Regions from separate parts of the Mus musculus genome. Here regions 2 and 3 are each linked to region 1. Evidence: chromatin contacts called from public HiChIP or PLAC-seq and capture Hi-C data. All regions are on one chromosome and are shown on one strand. The core of a region is the stretch at or near the end of the contact, and the rest is flanking DNA. Distances in the headings are between cores, read along the strand shown. Region 1 has its middle 72 kb from the start of Gm46977. Region 2 holds the start of Mansc1 (MANSC domain containing 1). Region 3 overlaps Dusp16 (dual specificity phosphatase 16).

Region 1 (2,700 bases), core at 107-2,606:
TTTCGCTCAGAGTTTGAAAGTACAGGCTATTAGAGCAGAGAAGGCATGGTGGTAAGAGAGCCAAGCAGCCATTGCACCTAGAGCCAGGAAGTAGAGATGAATGCTGGTGTCCAGTGGCTTCTTTCCTTTGTATTCAGCCTGGGTCTCAGCCTATGGGATGCTGCTGCCCTCATTCAAGGTGAACCTAAGGAAGCTACGTGGCAAGTCCAGGTATCAGTGTTTCCAAGACATCTTATCAGCATGGATGGATTTGACAAATCTAAGGAATCAAAAAAGATCTGGCGTTAACTAGTTTATAACCTTGGGTAGGTATGAGATTACCTACATCGAACAAGCAAATGAAAGCACAGGGCTTCAGCCAGGTATGGAGGACTGTCAACCTTCAGGATAAAAACTTTTAAAATTAAATTTAGTGGCTGGAGAGATGGCTTAGTGGTTAGGAGCACGTGCTGCTCTTCCAGAGGACCTGAGTTCAATTCCCAGTAATCACATGAGGTGGTTCACAGCTACCGGTAACTCCAGCTTCAGGAGAGTCCAACTCCTCTGACCTCTGTGGGGCAACTGTTCTCACAGCAACCAACCTACCTACCTACACACACACACACACACACACACACACACACACACACACACACACACACACAGACACACACACACACACACAGACACAATTTAAAATAATAATCTTACTATTGGTAGTGGTATCATTATTATTGTGTTGCTATTTAATCAGTGTGCATGCAGGTACATGTGTACCATGGTGCATGTGTGTAGGTCAGAGAGCAACTTTTGGGAGTTGGTTCTTTCCTTTTGTCATGGATTCCTAGGATTGAACTCAGAATGTCAGGTTTGCACGGCAAATCTTTTTAAGAGCTAAGCTACCTCATTGGCCTAGGGCAATCATTTAAAAAATACAGTTCCCTCTTGGGGGCTGGAGAAATGATACAGTCTATAAGAGTACATCCTGGGCTTGCAGAGGACCTGTTCCCACATCTGGTGGCTCATGGGTTACAACTGTAACTCCAGTTTCAGGGGATCTGATACCCTCTTCTGACCTCCATGGAACCTGAATACATGTGATATATATCTAGGTAATTGGACATACATAATACATACATGCATAATATACTTAAATAAAAATAAATAGTTCTTCTTCTTTTTTTTTTTTAAAGAAACTGATGTTAAAGATATAGTGGTCCTCCAGCATTAGGGAGGCTAATGATAAATTTGAAATTTGTTGGAATGTTTGGTCAGGGAGTTGCCTTCCTTCAGTACACAGTTAAGTGTAGTCACAGTATGGTTAGCATGCTGGAGTTGAACAGGGTGAGAACAGGAGTTCCTCAGATAAGCATGACAATGAAGGGTGTCACCAGCTCTAGAGGATGCTAATTTCTTTGATTCTGGTCCCATTCTTATGAGCTCCCATGATCTCGGCTCCTATTCTTCTCCTGAGAATGTGGCTCTGATTCAAGTACGATTGTTCGCCGAGATACGTCTTGATAGTTTCTACATATGCAGTAAATATTTATTGAGCCCTTAATATATGTCAGACATTGGGTGTGGTGCTGGAAATAAGACAACGCTGCTGCCCTCAAAGAACCCATATTCTACACAAATTGCCACTCGTGCATCAACTGAGCATTGCCAACTGTTGTTATTTCATTAGCAGAGACCTTGCCAGGCGTGAGTAGGAAGAGTTGACCCCCTCTCATTCTGACAAGTCAAACAGAAGGCTTGTATGTGGCATTCTGTGTGCTCGGATAAGCAAGGCATGAGGACTCTGACCATCTCAAACACAATAAAAAGTCATTAGTGCAACCCAGGGCCTCACTAACATCCTGGCTCATTTTGTCTCTTCTTTTTTTTTTATCATCTTAATTATTATTAAGTAAAGAGTATAAGCAAGCAAACAAACAAACACGTACTATTATACTAGAACTTTTTCCAGGAGAACCGGTCAAATGAGCTGTTTCGTGTTTGTTTGAGAGGAGTCACGCACGCTAGCTGGCCTGAAACTGAGTACCAGGGTTGCCTCTCATGTCCTGGGATCAAAGGCCATCACTTCTGGCTGAAATAAACTGGTTTTAAATTTCAATCAGCTCAAACAATTAAAATTACCCAAAGATCAATTGTTTATTTCCAAATGCAAAATGCCTTCCTGGTGAATACTGACTTCTTTAAAACCCTGTATTTCAGCTGTTACTGTAACTATGGTCAGTCTTCAATTCTCTTTTTAAATTAGCATGCGTGTGTGTTGTCAGTGTTATCTGAATCTAATAAACTTCTGAAAGTCTCTAAAATAGAAAGACTTTAACCAATCTTCACTGAAATCAGCCCGAAATATATGCTCCTTCGGGGAATTATAAATTCAAGGGCAGCCTGGGAAACGGAAAACCTTGTCTCAAAATAAAAGTGAAAACTTTTTTGTTTGTTTGTTTTTGAGGACTGGAGATAAAGGTCAGAGGTAGAACACTGGCCCAGTGTGTAAGGCCCTAAATTCAGTTCTCGGTACTGCAACACAAAACGAACAAGTCAAATTCAAAGCTAAATTGAGAGTTTATCTTTCTCCTGTCAGAACGGCAGTCAGTCCTTAAGAAAATAAGTAAGAAAAGTGCTGGTGAAGATGTTGAGAAGAGGAAGCCCTCATCCCCCGCCAGCGGGAATTTCTTTGACACTAGGTCAACCGCTGTTCTTTTGGAA
Region 2 (2,757 bases), core at 202-2,701, 670 kb before region 1:
ACACACACACACACACTTCATATCATCTACAGAGACAGAATATACATCCACTTCATCTTGTTGCTGCAAGAAAATTACCCCAGCGCAGTCATTAATCCACACTGTAGTCTAGTTTTCCTTGGCTACTCCTTGGTACCAAGCTGTGGCAACATTACTATAACTGGAAAGTAGGTCACCCTCTACCTGCCCCGAGTTGGTATCACACAATGGACCGTTGTTCACAAGCTTTCTCTGACGACATATACTTCCTGCAGCTACTGGTTAAAGCCAGCTTATGTGTTGACTGTACAGGCCCAGAACAATCATCTATAACTGCGGCTTCAAAACTCTTCCGCCCCAGCCAATGTGAAGATGGCGCCGAAAGTTAGACTGGATTACATCAGTCTCTTAATGAGGTTTTATTCGTTTGGGGTTATATGCAAACAGGAGTGAAGGGAGCAGTCAGAGATAACTTAACCACTTAAGCCTCGTTTCTATTTATTTGGCAACAAGTACTTTTTTTTTTTGGTTTTTTGAGACAGGGTTTCTCTGTAGCCCTGGCTGTCCTGGAACTCACTTTGTAGACCAGGCTGGCCTCGAACTCAAAATCTGCCTGCCTCTGCCTCCCAAGTGCCGGGATTAAAGGCATTCGCCACCACGCCCGGCTAAGAAGTACATTTTAGTCAAATACTTTTAAACCACCATAAAGCCAGAGTGCTACGCTAAGTGTTTAGGGATGTCATTTTAACAGCTGTGTCAGACAGCACTGCTTTCGTCGTTATTATCCATACTCATAAACAAATCATGACTTGGGAGGTAGAGGCAGGAAGATCAGGACTTAAAAGTTCATACTCAGTTACACGTGGAGCTGGAGACCAGACAGGTGAGAACCTGTCTCAAAGAAAAAAAAAGCCAAAATAAACAACAACACACAGCAACAACAACCCAGTACATCCCGGGAAAAGCCATGTGCCTTACAGAGTTAGCTGGAGAACTGCCAGCTGTGACTGAGCCCCTCCCGTTCCCCAATTGTGGAAATAGACTCTCCTAATTATGCCCAAATTAGGATGCTCTGTGATCTTTGACCAAGAAGGTGTCCTTGAACAGAAAGTGGAGGTGAACCCCTGTGACACCTGCACTTTGGAGGTAGAGGAAAGAGGATCAGGAGTTGAAGGTCGTCCTTGCGTACCCAAAGAATTCCAAGTCGGCCAGGCCTTCAGATAACGTCTGGAAACAAAAAGCAGCGCTTATTGTGGTTGCTTGCTAAAGACAAGAAGACTGCGACCCAGCGTGGAGCGGGAGTACACCTGGGTGTGTGACCTCCCCATCAGCACCTGTGCATTTGCTCTTCATGGCTTCCCCGCGGCCGAGCGGCACGGTTTAAGACCCTTGGTGACCCCGAGAGTCAATCCTCCCCCTCTAGTGGCTCTCAGTGCGTTGGGTGCTGGGGATCTGGCGGCTAGGTTCGCACATCCCGGCTGGGGCGGTCAGGCTGGATGTTGCCTGGGAAGCAGCTCCGGGTTGCAGGGCAGGGACGCGCCCTTCCCCCGTGCAAACTTTCAGTCGCTGCGACGGAAGCAGGAACTTGGTCACGACAAAATCTGCGGGACCGGTGCGGGAGCTGCGGAGCATCCCCTGCGATCCTCCCCAGAGCCTTGCGCCGCTTCGCTGGTTCTTTGCAAAAGCGACCTAACTGTCCTTGGGCCCAAGCGCCGCGGGGGCCACAGGGGTCTCTCGCTTGCAGGTAAAGGCGTCTCTTTCCGCCTCTGGCTGGCCTCGGGTAGACGCGACCCCTTGTGGGAACAACTCCGTTCCTTTCCGGGGCCCAGCTCCAGCAACCACCCCGAAGCGACCCTAGGGACCAGACTTGGGCAAAGTGGGGGCTGGCCTGGATAGTCCCCAAAACAGATGGTAGGGCGGGCTTGAAAGCACCTGCTATAAATGGCACAAGCTCCAAATTGTCTGCAGAGGGCGGCTGAAGCAATTCAGGGAGTAGCATGTACTTGCTCAAAGGACGGAAAAAGTTCCCATGTTTTCTCCTATGCTTTCTCTTCCCTTTTCCTTATTCAACCTGCTGTGTGATACTCTGTAAAGGTGGGGGTGGGGTGGGGGTGGGAAGGGAGAGAGAGGGACAGAGAGAGACAGAGACAGACAGAGAGACAGAGGCAAACAGAGACGGGGAGAGGAGAGTTACCTACCGACTTCTTGATAGTATGCTGTAAATGATTGCCAACACTTGAAATAGTTACATACAAGTTAAGTTTGAGCGAGTCAGCAAGCTCTCTTCTCTCTATGTCTCTGTCCCCCTTTTCAACAGGATTAAGTTGAGCTTCACACCTTTAGTGGATTAGATAACTTCATGAACTAATGGCACTACAATTGTGCTAATATGTAATTCTTTTTATTTATTTTATTTATGAGTACATTGCCACTGCCTTCAGACACACCAGAAGAGGGCATTAGATCCCAATTCAGATGGTTGTGAGCCACCATGTGGGTGATGGAAATTGAACTCAGGACCTCTGAAAGAGCAGTCAGTGCTTTTAACCTCTGAGCCATCTCTCCAACCCTAATATGTAATTCTTAATCAGGGATCAAAAAAGCCAGAAGATCTAAGTCACCTAAGAGCTGTTGGATATCCCTAATGAAACTATTTGTTAATTTAATTGATTACATTTCCCTGTGTACCCCTGCCCAGCCTGGAACTCATTACTTAGACTAGGTTGGGCTTAAACTCACAAGATCTGCCTGCCTCTGCTTCCTTGGTGCTGTAGTTAA
Region 3 (2,700 bases), core at 13-2,512, 820 kb before region 1:
AGGGCTAATTTAGAGGCACTTGAGCATTGATTTTTCTCAACTTTAAGAGAATTACACTTGATAATCTCTGAGGTAACTTTTATTTTTATTATTGTGTGTATGCACGTGCTTGGGTCAGCATCTGTGTGTGTTAGTGTCTGTGTGTATTCGTGCATGTGTGTGTGTTAGAGTTAGTGTGAAGTGGAAACTGAAGGGTTCTTTGGAAAGTTGGTTAGAATGGTGTTTTGCTGGGGCAAACATGTGAAGGAATGGTTAGCTGAAGCGGACACATGTGAAAGGACACGTGATGAAGGATTCTTCCCTGATGACATGCAAGTATTGGTCCACCTTACACTGTGTAGTTAAGCTGCCTTTATAGGGACTCCATAGAGAGAAACGCACGGAAAAACCTCTGGTGGTGTGCTGCAGTGTCTTGCCGCTTCCACGGACTTGGGCTGATTGGCAGAGTGATGCCAGCTGAGACAGACTCATGCTGAGGTACATGATGTTTGGAGGGGGTATAAATAGGACCTGATGGCCAGTGAAGGAGGCTGAGCTAGGCTTGTATATGGAGTTGGCTGTGGCTTGTTGGTTTCACTGAGAGGCCCAGCTGAGAACTTCTCCTGGCATTCCTGTTGACCCTGGTCCCTCCTGCTGATTTGTGCGGAGGCTGAGGCCTCACTGTCTCTGCTAGGTAGTGATAACCTCTGTTGATTTGTGTTTGCCTCCCCACTTCCAAACCGCACTGCTGGTGTATTCGTGCTGCTACCGCCTCCTCCTGTGAACTGAACTGCCGATTTCCAGACAGAACAGAAGGGAGTTGCATTACTAAACAGGTCCACTTCCCCTGTATCTTTTCTTTTCTACTACCTCTGGTGGGTGGTGGGCTAGCAGGGAGATTAAAGCTTTTAAGAGTCATCATTAAAAATAGGCATTGAAAAAAATTAAAGTTACATCAGTGTGTGTGTTGGAGTCAGTATGTGTGTTAGTGTCAATGTGTATATTAGTCATTGTGTGTGTGTTAGAGTTGGTATGTGTGCTAGTGTCAGTGTGTGTGTGTATGTCAGTGTATGTTTGCCATTGCTTGTATATGGTTCTCTGTGGACTTGGTTCTCTCCTTCCAACTTTACATGAGTTCTGGGGTCAAACGTGGGTCAATCTACTTAAGAAACCTTCTCCTTCTAATACAACTCTTTCAAGAGTATGTGACTATCTCAGGCTTGTGTGGTAAGCACCTTTACCAGAGAAGGTTGAGCTATCTTGCCAGCCCTGAGATAATTCTTTTCTCTTTTGTTCTTCTGACCACTTAAAGCATTTTATCATCAGAAGAGTAGACAGGATTTGAGAGGGTATGGTACTGTGTGGTTATTTGATTGCTGGATAGCATCACCAACAAAGGATGGTAGAGAAGTTTATAGTTCTTAACTTTAAAGGTGATTTGGCTTTTGATAGTCATTCTAAATTTTTATTGAAAATAAAAAAGTAATTACATTTAAAAATTAATTTTTTTGACTTTGCATGCTATGTAAGTGCTGTAACTAAGCTATAACTCGGCTTCCATTTCTTTATTTTAGGAAAGGTATGTGTGTATAGTCTATAAATACTTGAGTACAGAATTCTGAGGAAATGTCTTCCTGTCCAACATAAGATGTATTTTAGGAATCATTGTGGGAAACCTGGTCCACTCTGGCCTTTTGTTGGACATTTGTTATTTGGTGCTAGCAGTCATGCTGCATATTTGCTTGGATAAATTAAAAGAACAAGGCCTTCTGTATTAAACAACGGCACTTCAATGAAGCAGGGCATTTGGTACATCAGGAACCATATAGTAGCTTCTGTTTTGTTTTCATAGAATGAACCTGGTTCTTCACGTGGAGTTTTGTCAAAAGCTGTAAGGAATTTGGATAGTATATTGTGAAACACTGTACTGTTTGAGAGTTTTTAAAAATAAGACCCCCAAACTTCTAATCTTATACTAAAAACAATTTTATAGAAGTACATTTTATTTAATACATTTTATTAATACTTGGGTTTTTGTTTTTGTTTTTGTTTTTTGTTTTTGGTGTTGGGATTATTTCTAGGACTTTTCGATGTAATTCCGTGTTCTACCACTAGGCCTCATCTCACCCATGTTCTACCACCCCCACATCTCCTCCTCTTCCTTCTCTTCTTCCTTCTCCTCTTCTTTTTCAATGGAGACAAGGTTTCTCTGTGTAAGCCATGCTAACTTTGATCTACTGAGTTATATAGGGCTGAACTACTTGCCCAGGCTGGCCTTGAATAAGCTATATAGCTCAGGCAGGCTTGAAATTTGGGATTCACTGTCTCAACATCCTGAGTAGCTGTAATTTCAGGCAAGTATGTCTGGTTCCCTGGTACATTTTGTTTGCAGTTTATCAGTACTGGGAAAACTTTAGGCTGTATGCCATTAATTTAGGTATTTAAGAACCAAAAAAAATTTGCAATTTGAGTTGAATTATTTATTTTTTATTGGCTATATTATTTACATTTCAAATATTATCGCCTTTCTCAGTTTCCCCTCCACAAACCTCCTTGTCCCCTCTACTCTACCCCTGCTTCTGTAAGGGAGCTCCTCCACCCACCCACCCGCCCACTCCCACCTCACGGCCCTAGCATTCCCCTACACTGGGCATCGAGCCTCCACAGGACCAGGGGGCTCCCCTCCCATTGATGTCAAATAAGGCCATCCTATGCTACATA

The links. HiChIP or PLAC-seq counts read pairs in DNA pulled down with a chosen protein or histone mark. Capture Hi-C pulls out chosen DNA fragments and counts their contacts.
Region 2: an H3K27ac HiChIP or PLAC-seq map of embryonic stem cells shows a contact between it and region 1, with 5 read pairs. The contact joins the promoter of Mansc1 here to the enhancer-like site in region 1. A contact is called at or near these places in 4 of 15 datasets of contacts at CTCF or cohesin (the NIH/3T3 cell line, large pre-B cells, pro-B cells and 1 more), 83 of 484 Hi-C or Micro-C datasets (the AML12 cell line, B cells, the C2C12 cell line and 46 more), 7 of 115 datasets of contacts at active chromatin or transcription factors (bone marrow-derived macrophages, embryonic stem cells and fibro-adipogenic progenitors) and 4 of 9 other capture datasets (adipose tissue, embryonic stem cells, liver and 1 more).
Region 3: a contact with region 1 is called in a capture Hi-C map of embryonic stem cells, with 3 times the contacts expected there. The contact joins two enhancer-like sites. A contact is called at or near these places in 1 of 39 promoter capture datasets (hippocampal neurons) and 1 of 9 other capture datasets (embryonic stem cells).

What each region holds. Positions count from the first base shown.
Region 1 is chr6:133,962,162-133,964,861 of GRCm38.p6, reverse strand. No RefSeq gene overlaps it. Among named protein-coding and RNA genes, the nearest start is that of Gm46977, 72 kb to the left of the region's middle. Within about 2 kb of position 1,356, at least 9 of the 459 cell types and tissues checked have an H3K27ac peak or open chromatin away from gene starts, as enhancers often do. A contact at or near this core is called in embryonic stem cells and liver, where this site is marked.
Region 2 is chr6:134,631,182-134,633,938 of GRCm38.p6, reverse strand. It overlaps Mansc1 (MANSC domain containing 1), which reads left to right and starts at 1,451. Exons shown (of 4, transcript NM_026345.4): 1 at 1,451-1,723.
Region 3 is chr6:134,779,628-134,782,327 of GRCm38.p6, reverse strand. The region is part of intron 1 of Dusp16 (dual specificity phosphatase 16); the gene reads left to right. Among named protein-coding and RNA genes, the nearest start is that of 1700055D16Rik, 11 kb to the left of the region's middle. Within about 2 kb of position 1,262, at least 24 of the 459 cell types and tissues checked have an H3K27ac peak or open chromatin away from gene starts, as enhancers often do. A contact at or near this core is called in embryonic stem cells, where this site is marked.